2 separate regions of the Sus scrofa genome follow, and region 1 is linked to region 2. The links are chromatin contacts, called in public HiChIP or PLAC-seq maps. All regions are on one chromosome and are shown on one strand. Each heading gives the region's core, a stretch centred on a gene start, on an enhancer-like site or on the middle of the called end of the contact. The rest is flanking DNA. Distances are from core to core; before and after follow the strand shown. Region 1 holds the start of ZSWIM4 (zinc finger SWIM domain-containing protein 4). Region 2 holds the start of ASF1B (anti-silencing function 1B histone chaperone).

The links. HiChIP or PLAC-seq counts read pairs in DNA pulled down with a chosen protein or histone mark.
Region 1: a contact with region 2 is called in an H3K27ac HiChIP or PLAC-seq map of alveolar macrophages. The contact joins the promoter of ZSWIM4 here to the promoter of ASF1B in region 2. A contact is called at or near these places in 2 of 5 promoter capture datasets (fetal skeletal muscle and liver), 2 of 47 Hi-C or Micro-C datasets (heart right ventricle and skeletal muscle) and 1 of 2 datasets of contacts at active chromatin or transcription factors (alveolar macrophages).

The regions. Positions count from the first base shown.
Region 1 is chr2:65,334,834-65,341,702 of Sscrofa11.1, forward strand. ZSWIM4 (zinc finger SWIM domain-containing protein 4) reads right to left here and starts at 2,132. Exons shown (of 14, transcript XM_005661247.3): 1 at 346-2,132. The coding sequence starts at 498.
Region 2 is chr2:65,058,664-65,065,552 of Sscrofa11.1, forward strand. ASF1B (anti-silencing function 1B histone chaperone) reads left to right here and starts at 4,523. Exons shown (of 4, transcript NM_001137625.1): 1 at 4,523-4,722. The coding sequence starts at 4,614.

The DNA.
Region 1 (6,869 bases), core at 882-3,381, 270 kb after region 2:
GGGAAAAGAGAGATACTCAGGCTTATGAGACGACCACTAAGCTTGTGAGAGGAGGAGAGAAACTGTCCCCGGATGGGATCAGCGCACTGAGGGCACCACTGGGTCTTGTGGGCTGAAGGGCAGGGCTGTGGGGGAAGGGATGGGAGTGGGTCATAGAGTTTGAAGGAATGAAATGGGAGGATGAGGGGGTGTCTTGGGATCAGGGTTAAGGATCTTGGCGATCTCTGGGGGTGTCTGCGATGGGGGCAGGTCCGGAGTCTGGGGTCTGGAGAGGGAGAGAAGGCACGTCGTAGAAGAGGCTGGGGGTGGGTTTCTGGGTCCCTCCCCACCCCCCTCCTCAGTCACCTGCTCGAAGGCCCAACTCTCGGCTACTCGCTTGGCGCTGAGGTCCAGCAGCGCCTCGGGTCGGCCCCGGCCGCGCACGGTCGCGACCCCGGCGTTGCGCTCCTCCGGTCCTGCGGGGCAGCCCCGGCTCCGCTTGGCCGCTGGGGGGTCCATCCGGCCGGGCCGGGCCGGGGCGGGGCCTGTTCGAGGGGGTCGGTCTGATGCTTGCTCCTCTTCGCCCGCTCCCGCGACCCCTGCCTCTCTTCTTGTCCTTCGTCCGCGCTCTGCTGACCCCGGACTCCCGCCGCACCCACCCCCGCCCCCGCACCGGGCCGGCGGGGTGCTGCGGCCCCTTTAAGACTCTTCACAACAATGAAGCTGCCTCGGCCGCCGCTTTATGCTCCGCCATCGTCCCGCCTCCGTCGCCAGTCCCCATTGGCACTCCCTTCGGCCTCCGAGGCTCTCATCCACCATTGGCTGCACCTCCATACCCGTCTCCAACTCCTCGCTCATCATTCGTTTCATGAGCTGCCTGTCTTTTCGGAACAACCCATTCAGAGCGCTCAGCGAGCGGCGCTGTCAATCACCGGGCACCGAAGACCAATCACAGTGGGAGGACCCCCTGCAGGGCCGGCCTGAAGCGGAGTTTCGGGGCGGGTCCTGGGTTCATTCACAACATTCTTTCCCCGCCCCCCCGGGGCTGGACAGCGCTCCCCGGGCAGCTGGGGCTGAGCCCACACACGGCTTTGTTTACTGAGGGTCGCTTCCGGGCCCCGCGAGGGGACAATCAACACGGCTCGGCCCGGGAGCGAGACAGAGCGGCGGGATCCCCGGGACAGCGGCTCAGCCCCTCCTCCCCCTGGACTGTGTGAGGTTAAAAACTCAGGCTCTCTGGGCGCCAGGTCAAGTTTTGAGGCTTTGCGAGACTTGAGGGATCACATGCCCTTTGGCGGAGCTCTTGGAGGCCATAGATCCCTTCTCTAGAAATAGAGCCCAATTCAAGCCCGTCCTTGAGCCCCAAGTTAAGAATCCCCAATCCATTCTTTGCCCTAAATATTACGTTGAGTCATATGAAATTACTGATTTTTCAATCATTTTTGATACACTAAATGGCATTTTCATTAGGTTTAACGTAATAAATGTCAAAGCTGACCACTTCTAATTGCTTTTTTCTGATTCACCTTGTCTGGGTCATATCTCTGACCATGACATGGGTGGTGGTCATCATACCTTATCCCCAGCGCACTCCCCCTACAGTTCTCCCTCTCCAGGTCCTTAGAGAACCCAAAGTTTCCTTGCCACTCTTCTCTCCATTACCGTTATTTTTCTTTATTTTAGAAGTTGTTTATTTTCTGTCTCTCCCCTCTCCATGGTGAGCTTCAAGATGCCGTAGTTTGTCTAACTGGTGCACTGCTTTACCGCTATCACCTGATCAGCTCCGGCCATAGAGCAGTCAATCTATATATAAATTATTGACTGAACCAACTCCAGCTTTGCTCCCATTCCACTGAAATGTCTACAGAGCAGGAAAAACTCAAGTGGCCTGATTGCCACCCCCTGCCCCACCCCATATGGAAAATCTGGCTTTTTCCTTCCAGGAATTTCCAGTTTCACAGCTGCACTTTCTGGCCAGTTCCCAACTCCCTCCCACCTGCACTGTCCAGTATGGTCACCACTGGCTACAAGTGGTCTTTGAGTCCTTGAAATGGGGCTGACCTGAATTGGGCTCTGCTATAAATGTAAAACACATTGGATTTTGGAGACATAGTAGGCACAAAAGAAGGCAAAATATCTCATTAAGAATTTTTATTTTTTGGAGTTCCCGTCGTGGCGCAGTGGTTAACGAATCCGACTAGGAACCATGAGGTTGCAGGTTCGGTCCCTGCCCTTGCTCAGTGGGTTAACGATCCGGCGTTGCCGCGAGCTGTGGTATAGGTTGCAGAGGGGCCTCGGATCCCGTGTTGCTGTGGCTCTGGCGTAGGCCAGTGGCTACAGCTCCGATTTGACCCCTAGCCTGGGAACCTCCTTATGCCGTGAGAGCGGCCCAAAGAAATAGCAAAAAGGCAAAAAAAAAAAAAAAAAAAAAAAAAAAAGAATTTTTATTTTGGGAGTTCCCATTGTGGCACAGCGGAAACAAATCCAACTAGGAGACATGAGGTTTCTGGTTCGATCCCTGGCCTTGCTCAGTGGGTTAAGGATCCGGTGTTGCTGTGAGCTGTGTGTAGGTCGAAGATGCAGCTGGGATCTGGTGTTGCTGTGACTGTGGCGTCGGCCGGTGGCAACAGCTCTGATTAGACGGAGCTCTTGGAGGCCATAGAGAACCTCCATATGTCGCGGGTGCAGCCCTAGAAAAGACAAAGAGAAAGAAAGAAAAATGGGGATGGTTGTCTCCATTTCTCAGATGAGGAAACTGAGGCTTAGAGAGGTGGAGTCTTTGCCTAAGCTCACCCAGACTGGGAAACTTGAGACCTATTAGAACTTGTCCTTTCTTTACTTTTCTTTCTTTGTTTTTTAGGGCCACATCTGCGGCATGTGGAAGTTCCTGTTAGGGGTTGAATTGGAGCAGCGGCAGCTGAGGACCTACACTACAGCCACAGCAACACGAGCCAGGATCTGAGCTGCATTTGCAAACTACACACCAGCTTGCAGCAACGCAGGATCCTTAACCCACTGAGTGAGGCCAGAGATGGAACCCTCATCCTCATGGATACTAGTCAGGTTCTTAACCAGCTGAGCCACAACAGGAACTCCCTAGAGTGTGCCTTTCTTGCAAGGATTTGAAGCAAAGATAAACTTATGGGGAAGGAGGGATGGGTGGAGGGAGAATTTCAGCAAAACAAGTCTTGCAGGTGTTTCTCTGGCAAACAGGACCCAGGGTCTGGCTTTTCCAGGTGGGCTCCTTGAGCATCTAGTATGTGCCTGGTCCTTATCCCTGAGGATGCTTCAGTGGGTGTCCTGAAATGGTGAAGCAGAGAAGGCACTCCAGGCTGGTGGAACAGAGGGTGTTTAGGAGAAACAGAGAATGGATCATCACATAGTGAGGCTGTTTTCTTTTATTCTCTAACAGTAGATACTAATATTGTCATCATCCTCATATCATGGATGAGAAAACTGAGGCACAGAAAAGTCAGATGACTTTACCAAGGTCCGGGGCAGGAGAGGGTAGGGCCGGCATTCAAGCCCTGGTGGGCAGGCTGGTCTTGTCACCTTGGCTGGGGATCAAATGTGAAGTTTGGGAAATACCAAGATTCTATTCAGAGCCCCAGATTTTACAGAGGAGGGGAATGAGGTCCAGAGAGGGTCAGAGAGTTGCCCAAGGCCACACAGTGATCTCTGGAGAATGTGAGAAGTCAGCCCCCTGGGAAAATGGGGGTGCCTCCAGGATGAAGCCTCCAGGCCTATTTCAAGTCTGCCCTCCTCATAACAGTCCTTTTAAGAAAGAGAGGTTGAGAGGGAGATTCCAGCTACCCCACAAGTCCTCGCTGCTCAGTGCAGCCAGTTTGAGCTTCAGGGAAATGGAACCACATTTATCCGGCCCGCCGCCGTGAGCTCACTGTCTAGGCATCCACAGCTCCTGACCCCAAACCCACGTGTCCTTGAGACCCACGGGAAACGGGGAGACCCTGGAGACTCACATGATGGAGGACACAGCCCTCGGCTCTGTGGCCACCCTCTGCTAGCCCCCTGCAGCACCTCAATGCCCCTGTTGACTCAGGCAGGAAACCAGCCGGGGCAGTTTCGCTTCCTGGTCCCAACACAGCCCCTCTGGCCTGCCCAGCTGGCGAGATTTGTTTCTTATGTTTCTTTTCTTCCCTTCTGGAACACAAGTTCATGGGCAGAGTGTCAGGACCCTGCCAGGAAAAATGGGCATTCCGGGCAGAGGGGGAAGGAGAGGAAAAGGCTTGAGCAGGAATAATTGTGTCTGAAAAGCCACATTTAATGAATGTCCTAGCCCTGGCGGGGCGTGGGGAACAGGCTGGGGGGGAGGCCAGCCAGCCGAGTGGCTGGAACTGGGCTTCCCTCCTCACCCAGAACACAAAGGCAGCTGTCACAGCCTTCGGGCTGCCCAGCTTTCCACACTGAGGGAGGGGCATGAAGGTCCCCATTTAACAGATGGGGAAACTGAGGCTCAGAGAGGGCGTGGCTAAAGAGAACAAGAGATGGAGTGATTTCCCAAAGTCTGCAGCATAAGGGGAGATTTGTGGGCAGGTGGAAGGCCCCAACCTGGGAGGGAAAAGTCACCCAGGGCAGTGACAGGGGTAAAAACGAAGCTGTTTAGGGAGGCTGAAGGAGTGGGGTGAGGAAGGAACAGGTGAGTTGACATTCCAGATCTCATACCTGTCATGCCTGAATGCCGTTCCTCACCCCTGGGGTCCCCCTCAAAGGGACTGGCCTCAGAGGGACAAAGGGAGCCAGTTTACAGTTTACAGGAGTCCTTGGCCCGCCCCGGGGTGCCGACCTCTGCAGTGGGCTTGGCCTGGGTTTGAGGCGCCTCCTGGTGGTGGAGTGAAGCACCAGCTGGCACCCAGAGCCCAGCTGGTCCTAGCCCTCCCCCTGTGGAAATTGCAGATAGAAAGGTTAAAAGATAATTTTCAAAAGCGGGTGCAGTCAGGACTCTCACAGACAAATACAGAAGAACGCGTGTTAAGATGTTTTAATTGAACTCCTGTGGGAACCAGGCAGGTGTTATCCGAGGTTCAAAAGAGAGTCTGGAAAACGAGCACTTTTACAACAGATGAGACTATTCGAGTAAATAAGAGTAAATAAATGTGCGAATGGAGGCAAATTGGTTTTTCCACAGGGGAGGAGGGTTGTCAACGGAACCTTTCTAGATGGGCCGGAAGGATCCGATAAGAGTGGTTTTGTGTTGCTATCAGTTGCTTACAATTCAGGGGGCTGTAAAATAGTTCAAAGACGAAGTTATGAATCAGCTAACCGGAAGGGTGTGTTGTTAGAGATGATGTTTGAGTGGTCAGAACTGATTCACTGAGACGCAGAATGTTCCATGAAGAAAGAAGAAACAATTCCTTCCTTGAACAAACACCTGCTCATGGAGCAACTACTGCTTGCTGTTTCAGGTGCTGGAGAGGCAACAAAGATGCAAAGCAAAAAACGGACCAGAGTGGCACAGAGTGACCACTTCCAGGAGCAGGGGCTAGAGAGGAGTTCTCCGAGGTGACATCTGAGAGGGGGGAGGAACAGGAGGTGCAAAAGGCCAGGAGCAGGACAGGGGGGAGGGGAGGGTCTGGAGCGGGTGTCCTGGGGCTGATGTTTTCTGTTCTCCCCACTAGAATGTCAGTTCTTGGCTCTACCTAGCCCTGAGGTTGGCAGGCAGCAGGCACACAATAAATGCCCACTGTGCGAAGTGACTCCACATCAACGGGCAGAAGTCACTCGCTGCCTGTTTAGGGGAGAAATGGCTGTGAGGTGGGCAGAAAGCAGCAGGGCCCAGGAGGTTCCAGGTCCCAAAGGTGAGGCTCAAGGAAGGGTGTACAGGGGTGGGGGTGTGTGTCACAGAACCAAGGGGCAGCCAAGCTGTGCCGCTCCCCCCAGCCCCCTCCTCCCCCACAGAAACCCTGAGTGCTGGGCCCCAGGCAACTTCAAACTGTGAAGTCTGGCTGTCAAATTAGGGCTCTGCTGCCACAATTCCTGATTTTTTGAGATGTAAATGAGCATTTGTGTGTGTGTGTGTGTGTGTGAAATTACCCTGCCCGCCTTTTTTCCGGTGGTTAAAACTCACAGGGAAAATTCATCATTTAGAAGATACGTATGATTTAGTGGCATTTAGTACATTCATGTTTGCAACCATCACCTCTATCTAGCTGTGAAACCTTATCACCCCCAAAGACAACCCCATACCCATTAGCTGTCACTCCCCATTCCCCTCCCCCCCAGTCCCTGGCACCCCATAGAGAACCAGTCTCTAAGGATTCGCCTCTTCCAGACATTTCACGTAAATGGAATCACACATTGTGTGGCCTTTTGCGTCTGGCTTCTTTTGGAATGTTTTCGAGGTTTGCCCATGATATAGCCTGTATCAGGGCTTCCTTTTGTTTTATGGCCGAATTATATTCCGCTGTGTAGATAAACTACATTTTGTTTATCTAGTCACATTTTGGATGTGTGGGTTGTTGCTATCAGTGGAAGACTGTGACCAGCACCAGGGGAAACGTGTGGGTGTTGAGTCTGCGTTTGATCCCGGGCCTGTGTGCCTGGGAGGGGATGGTTGGGTCACATGGTAGCTCCAGGCTGAACTCACTGAGTTCCCACAATAGCTGGGCCCTGCTTTTCAGGAAAGTGTTGGTGGTTCAAAAATTTTTGAACACCACTGTGTGGGACCAGGCCAAGGAAGGATGGGCCACCTGGGGATCAGTCACCTGCCTCGGGGGAGCAGCCACCACACACCCACCTCCCCTCAGGCAGAGGCTTAGCATCACTCAGACTCTAGCCTGCTTGGTCCCTTGAGCTGTGACCTGCTCCCCGCCCCCAATCAGAGGCAGGTTCTCAGACCAGAGCTCTCAGCAGACTCCACAGGCACAGCAGAT
Region 2 (6,889 bases), core at 3,273-5,772:
GTTGCGGGTTCGGTCCCTGCCCTTGCTCAGTGGGTTAACGATCCGGCGTTGCCGTGAGCTGTGGTGTAGGTTGCAGACGCGGCTCGGATCCCAGTTGCTGTGGCTCTGGCGTAGGCCGGTGGCTACAGCTCCGATTCGACCCCTAGCCTGGGAACCTCCATATGCCGTGGGAGCGGCCCAAAGAAATGAAAAAAAAAAAAAAAAAAAAAACCCACATTGTACAGTTTAAGCACTATCAGCCATTTGTTATCATTTAGGGAATCATGGGAACCCTCCTGAAATCCCAGTTCCTAGACACCAGTCAAGGACCAGCCTTGCAAACAGGCTTTTCTAAGAACAGCAGTCTCAGGCCAGCTATAATAACTCTTTCTTGCACAGGTATCATTTATATAAGTTTGTAGAACATGACATAAATACTACATATAGTTTAAAGACGCATATTAAAGATGCACAAACATGCACAGAAAGATAAACTCCAAATCCAGGACTGCAGGTACATTTTCTTAAAAAGGGGAGAGGAATGGATTTGAGGCTGGGGTATCAGGCCTTTCAATTGCATCTTTAGTGTTTTACTCCTTAAACTGGGTAATGAGTATGAGTACACCTGAAACACTACATAAGAAAAATGAGGACTTACTACTACTAAGCACTATTAACAGTCCATGTTTATGGAGTACCTTTCACATTCCAGGTTATGCTAAGGCCGTTATATGGATTTATTCTTTTTTTTTTTTCCCCTGCTTTTTAGGGCCACACCCTCGGCATATGGAAGTTCCCAGGCTAGGGTTCAAATTGGAGCTACGCCACAACCATAGCAACTTGGGATCTGAGCTACATCTGTGACCCTACACCACAGCTCACGGCAACACCGGACCTGAGACCCAATGAGCAAGGCCAGGGATCAAACCCACATCCTCGTGGATACATGCTGGATTTGTTCCTGCTGTGCCACAAGGGGAACTACCTGGATTCATTCTTTTAGAAAAATTTACTGAGTACTTCCTACATGTGAAGCTCTGTGCCAAACTCTGGAAATACACTACTGAAAGGTCAGCGTGAGACAAGAGAGATCCCGTCCCTAACCAACTTTCAATCTACTGTGAGATGATAAGAGATAATAAGCACAGTTGAAACCAACATATGGGGAGTTCTTGTTGTAGCTCGGGGGGGGGGGGGGGCCAACCCAACTAGTGACTATGAGGACACAGGTTTGATCCTTGACCTCGCTCAGTGGGTTAAGGGTCTGGCATTGCTGTGAGCTGTGGTGTAGGCTGCAGACATGGCTCAGATCCATTCCTTGGTATGGCTGTGGTGTGGGCCAAGAGCTGCAACTCTGATTTGGCCCCTGGTCTGGGAACTAGTGCGGCTCAAAAAAAAAAAAAACACACACACACATACGTACAGATTCTGCTAAGTGCTCCTAAGATAATAAGGCAGGCTTTTGTAATAAATGAAGGTCTACTTTAGGGTGGTCAGAGAAGGCTTTTTTGGGAGGGACATTTGAGGTAAACCATAAATGATGAAAATGAGACAGCCATGCAGTTATCTCAAGGAAGCACATTCCAGACAGAAGGAACAGCAAGTGCAAAGCCCTGCAGCAGAAATAAGTTTGGTGCTGAATGACCAGGAAATAAAGCCAGCAAAGCCTGAGAGTGGTGACGAGAGAGACTGGCAGATGAGGCTTGAGAGGTCAGCTGAGGCCACTGGGCAGGGCCTCCTAAGCCAGACAAAAGATCTTAAGTTTCATTCTAAGTATGATAAGCCTTTGAAGGTTTTAAGCAGGGTAATGACATGATCTGGTTTACAACTGAAGATTATTCAGTCAGCTGTAGGGAGAAGGCATTATAGACAGGGCCATTTTCTTCAGTAGTACCAGAGACATAATGCTCGTGGATGATGAGCTTTTCAGGGGCTAAGAAAAGGCTGGGGCCAGGGATAAAGAGAAAAAAGCTCCACAATGCAAAAAGAAAACTACAAAGTTGTAATGAATAAATGTTTAATTAAACATCTAGAAAACATAACATCATAACAACTTCATTCATCAAATTTCATATTCATAAGCAACCAAATTACATTTGGAAATAATTTGAAAATTAGATTTTCTCAAGTCACAAAAGTTCCCAAGTATGCCCAAAGACTGCCAAGAAATCACAGCCAATAATAATGTGAATTTTCTTGCAGCTAAATTGTTTCAATGGGGAAAAAGTCCTTGCAATGAAAAAAAAATTTTTTTTTGTTTTAACTTAATGTGAGGTGTAGATACAAATAAATGTCTAGCATCATGAGGCCACAGAGGAGCATGGATAAGAAAAGCTTGGGCTTGAAACAGTACTGTTCAGACTTACATTCTCTTGAGTTTGAACACTGTTCAGAGGACCCTTGGAAAGGTTTCAACTCAGAGAAGACATTTGAGCAGAGATCTGAATAACAAGAAGGCACCAGCCATGCCAAGAGCTGAAAAAGAGGTGGGAGAGTCATGTCAGATTTTTATGGAACAAAAAGAGGGTCAGTTTGGCTGGACTCAAGTTGCGGCTGGGTGGGTAGTAAGAAACAAAGCATGAAGAGTCTTGAAGACAGTACTCTCACACTGAAAACAGAAAACCATTCACATACTAAGCAGAGAGGTGACTGATCCAATTTATTTCAGACCTGCTGCTGTCCAATAACACAGTGGCCACAGAGGATCATGAACATCTGAAATGTGTTTAGTGCCACTGTGAAAAGGAACATTTCATATCACCTAACTTTCATCAACTAACATTTCAATTTAAAACCGACATGAGGAGTTTCCGTCGTGGCGCAGTGGTTAACGAATCCGACTAGTGAACCATGAAGTTGCGGGTTCGGTCCCTGCCCTTGCTCAGTGGGTTAACGAACGATCCGGCATTGCCGTGAGCTGTGGTGTAGGTTGCAGACACGGCTCAGATCCTGCGTTGCTGTGGCTCTGGCGTAGGCCGGTGGCTACAGCTCCGATTAGACCCCTAGCCTGGGAACCTCCATATACCGCGGGAGTGGCCCAAGAAATAGCAAAAAAAAAAGACAAAAAAAAAAAATACAATTAAAAAAATAAATAAAACCGACATGAGATCTAACTCATGGGAAACTTTTAAGCTTGCTGGGAACAGCGTGGGCATATGAGTCTACAATACAGCTGTAAATTTTATGAAATCTAAGCTAATTTTCAGTGAAAATGTAGCGTCCAGATCACAGACGTGTTGTTAAGTAAAATAAAGGATTTCAACAGCTTCGTGCTGAGTAACAAAATGTAAGCTACCTGTGTTGTATTTTTTAATACTGAACATATGCTGAAAAGGTGTTTCAGCTAAATTTTAATATATTTAAGAGTATGTTAAAATTAACTTTTTAAACTTTTTTAAAAAACGTGGTTAACTTCAGAAAAGTGTAAAACTAGGTGCGCTGTCACAGGTGGAAGCAGGGAGTGAGTGCGGATGTCCCTACAGTCTTCCAGACAGGGGGCGACGGCGCTCCAGCCCCAGTGTGGGAGTAAAGTTTCTAGATGTATTATGCAGTCATAAATCCTGCCAGTAAATTTTCATGACCCTGTTCAACGCGCGGGGAAGGGTGGCCTCGAGAGGTAAGTGGAAGAGGCCGGACTCGAACTCTCATTTACAGCGTGTCTACCTGAAACCTCCCCAGAGGCTCTCGAAGGGGAAAAAGCCGGATTCGAACCAAGCCCGACTCCCGCGACCCAGGCCCCCGTGAGCCCCGTTACTGTCACACCGTCTCCCTTCAGGGATGGGTTAAACGTTCACAACGTTCACAACGGACTCCCGGGCCGCTGGGCCTGAAGGGCCAGGAGACCCATAGAGAAACTTCCGGCAACGCTCACCTGCTGAGACTCCAGAGCCGCAAACGCTCTTCCTTTCTCTTCTTACACCCCGCTCAACAGCGCCGGCAGTCGACTTCCGCTCCACTCCTACGAATCCCCCACCGAGTCTTATTTCCTCCCGCCCCCCAAGGTCAACTCAGCCAATAAACTCTCAGAGAATCGGCTTTATTCCCGCCCCACCCCTGCCTGCCAATCACCGCAGGTCAAGCACCGCCCTTCCCGCACTTTAAGAGGGGATTTGGCGAGCGCCGCGCGCCACCAATTGACGGTTGGCGGCGCTGCCCGCGGCTGGAAGCACCTCCCGGAAGGGCGGGGCTAAGTCCGGACAGCGCTAGTGCGGGGACCCTCGGGATTGGCCAAGAAGAGCCCTGCGTTTTGACCCCGCCCACCCCGCCCTTGACATTCGAGTCGGAGACTCTAGGGATTGGTTCCCGGCGGACTCCCAAAGAAGCCAAGAGACTGTCCCGCCTCCCTCCCGCATCCAGAAGAGGGAGCTCCACCGATTGGTCTCGGGAGTCTCGGCGCTTGCCTACCGACGCTCCAGGATTGGCTGGGGGGGCGCTCGCGCCGCCAGGGAGCGTTGACGGTGATTGGCTGGAGGGTGGGGCCGGCTATTTGAAGGAGGCGCGCGAAGAAGATTAGCTCTTCAGACCGCGATCGGAGGAGGCGCGAGCAGTTTTGGGTAACGCTGTTCTGCTGACCTGACAAGACCCAAACGTAGTCTTGGCCCCAGCTCTGGCTTCAGCCTCGGCCCGACGAGGCAATGGCTAAGGTGTCGGTGCTGAACGTGGCTGTTCTGGAGAATCCGAGCCCTTTCCACAGCCCCTTCCGGTTCGAGATCAGCTTCGAGTGCAATGAGGCCCTGACGGACGGTGAGACTGGGCCTGCGTGGAGCGACCCCCCTCCCCTGGGCCGCCCCGACCCTCCCCTTGGAGACAACCCTGTGAAACACCCCCTCTCCCCCAAATCTGATTTCCCGTAAACCAACACCCACCCCCAGCCTTAACCTCCCCTTTGGGAAACTACCCCTTCACCGTACCCCTATGGTTACTCGCGTTTTCCCCCGTGAAAACCTCATTATCCCCCTCTTTTTCCTGTAGCTCTCCTCTTGGGTACCCGTTTTCTAGGTAGAGACCGTCAGCCACCCTGACTTTCCTGTAGCAAGAGACTGCCCCTACCTACCTACTATTTAGGGGCAAGCCGCCATTCCAGCCATTCAGTCCTCCCCACCAAAAGGCTGTCCCCTGTGGTGAGGCACTCCCATCTCACTTTTTTCCTATGGAAACCCCAACCTCCAGCCCCCTCGAATTTCTCCTATGGAAATCCAAGCCCCCTCCCAATTTCCCTATGGAAACCTCAGCACCCTCCCATTTTCCTTATGGAAACCCCAGCTCCCGCCCCTTTCCTATATGGCAACTTCAGCCCCCTGTTCCATTTTCCCAATGAAGACCCTCTCCCCCTGTGACAAGACCTCACTCACCCCCATCTTCCCATCTGTCTTCCCATAATCTCCTCCCTGCTTGCTGATGCTCTACCTGGGGAAGCATGGCCAAACAAGCATAAGTTGGTTCTTACCATTTGCCTGCCAGATTCCTGCTGACTTACTGTAGCAATTCTCCCCCACTTTTGATGGTCTGACCTAATCTGGAGGGTGGGTATGCCAGGCTGAGCCATGAAGGTATCTGGCTTCAATCAGCTCAGAGGTCACAACCTTTTGTGCATCTTTTTCAAGGCGCTTTTATAGATGTACTTATTCATCTGTGTGACAAAGGTGGACATGACTCTCATCTCACAGATGAGAGCATGGGATCCACAAAGAGTAAAACACCTTTTTTGTACTTCTATAAAAATCAAAAAAAAATCTAAGGTCATTCAGAGAGTTTTGGCACCACTTTCGGGAGAAAGTACTCCATTAGACCTCTTCTCCACTTAGTGGTTAAGAGGCAGCGGCTAAGGAGGTGGAGATCTGTGAGGCCAGGGTGTGCTAACTAGCACCTCTCAGTGGTAGGTGTGTGCTTTGCATGCAAATTAGCCACTTGGTCTAGCCTGGAGTTGATAACCCTTTTGATATATGTGTGTGTGTGTGCTTAGACTGGGCCAATGGATCAATCTTCCCTGTTTCTCTCCTTTCTAAATTAAGGAATCTACTTGTGACTATAGTATAAGCCCAGTTAAATCCTTTCTGGAACAAGACAGTGTAAATAAATAAAGTGAAGAATCACCCTGTGGAATAAGATTTCATTTTAAAGCTAGGAGGAGATGTAAGGAGCTAATAGGTTAAGGGATTCACAGAGCCAGATGGCAGAAGATTGAGTTTCAGTATGTCTGTTTGTGATCCTCGGGGTTAAACATGGTTGCATGGTCATTATCTAGTACATTTACTCCTACAAAGTTCCTCTCCTGTTACTTTACTAATCTGTTACTAGAATCAGCACAGGAAAGGCTAAAGTCAACCTGCTGATCATTATCTTTCTTTTTTTTTTTTCTTTTTTAGGACTGCACCCACAGCATATGAAGGTTCCTAAGCTATGGGTCAAATTGGAGCTACAGCTGCCGGCCTACACCACAGCCACAGCAACGATGGATCCAAGCCTCATCTGCGACCTACACCACAGCTCACGGCAACGCCAGATCCTTAACCCACTGAGCTCAGCCAGGGATCAAACCAGCAACCTCATGGTTACTAGTCAGCTTCATTAACCACTGAGCCACACTGGGATCCCCGGTCATTATCTTTTAATAGAGAGAAATGGAATGATTTCTCCAAGGTCACATAGCCAGTTTGTAGAATTATTGACACTAGGTCTTGTCTCTGAGTTCTTTGTCCAAAGTTCTTTATCTTTCTGTAACCAGGGAAAGGCCTCTCCTGTGGAATGTAAATAGGACTGACCATAGATTTTATTTCCACATGAAAACACTGTCAAAAGAGGGAAAGGTGGTGCTATTATTAATTATACCTGGACAGTGAAGCTTTTGCTCAGAGAAATTCCAGTTAGAAAACCTGGAAATGTAGAGTCTTTTGTTGTACCTCTAGGGCTA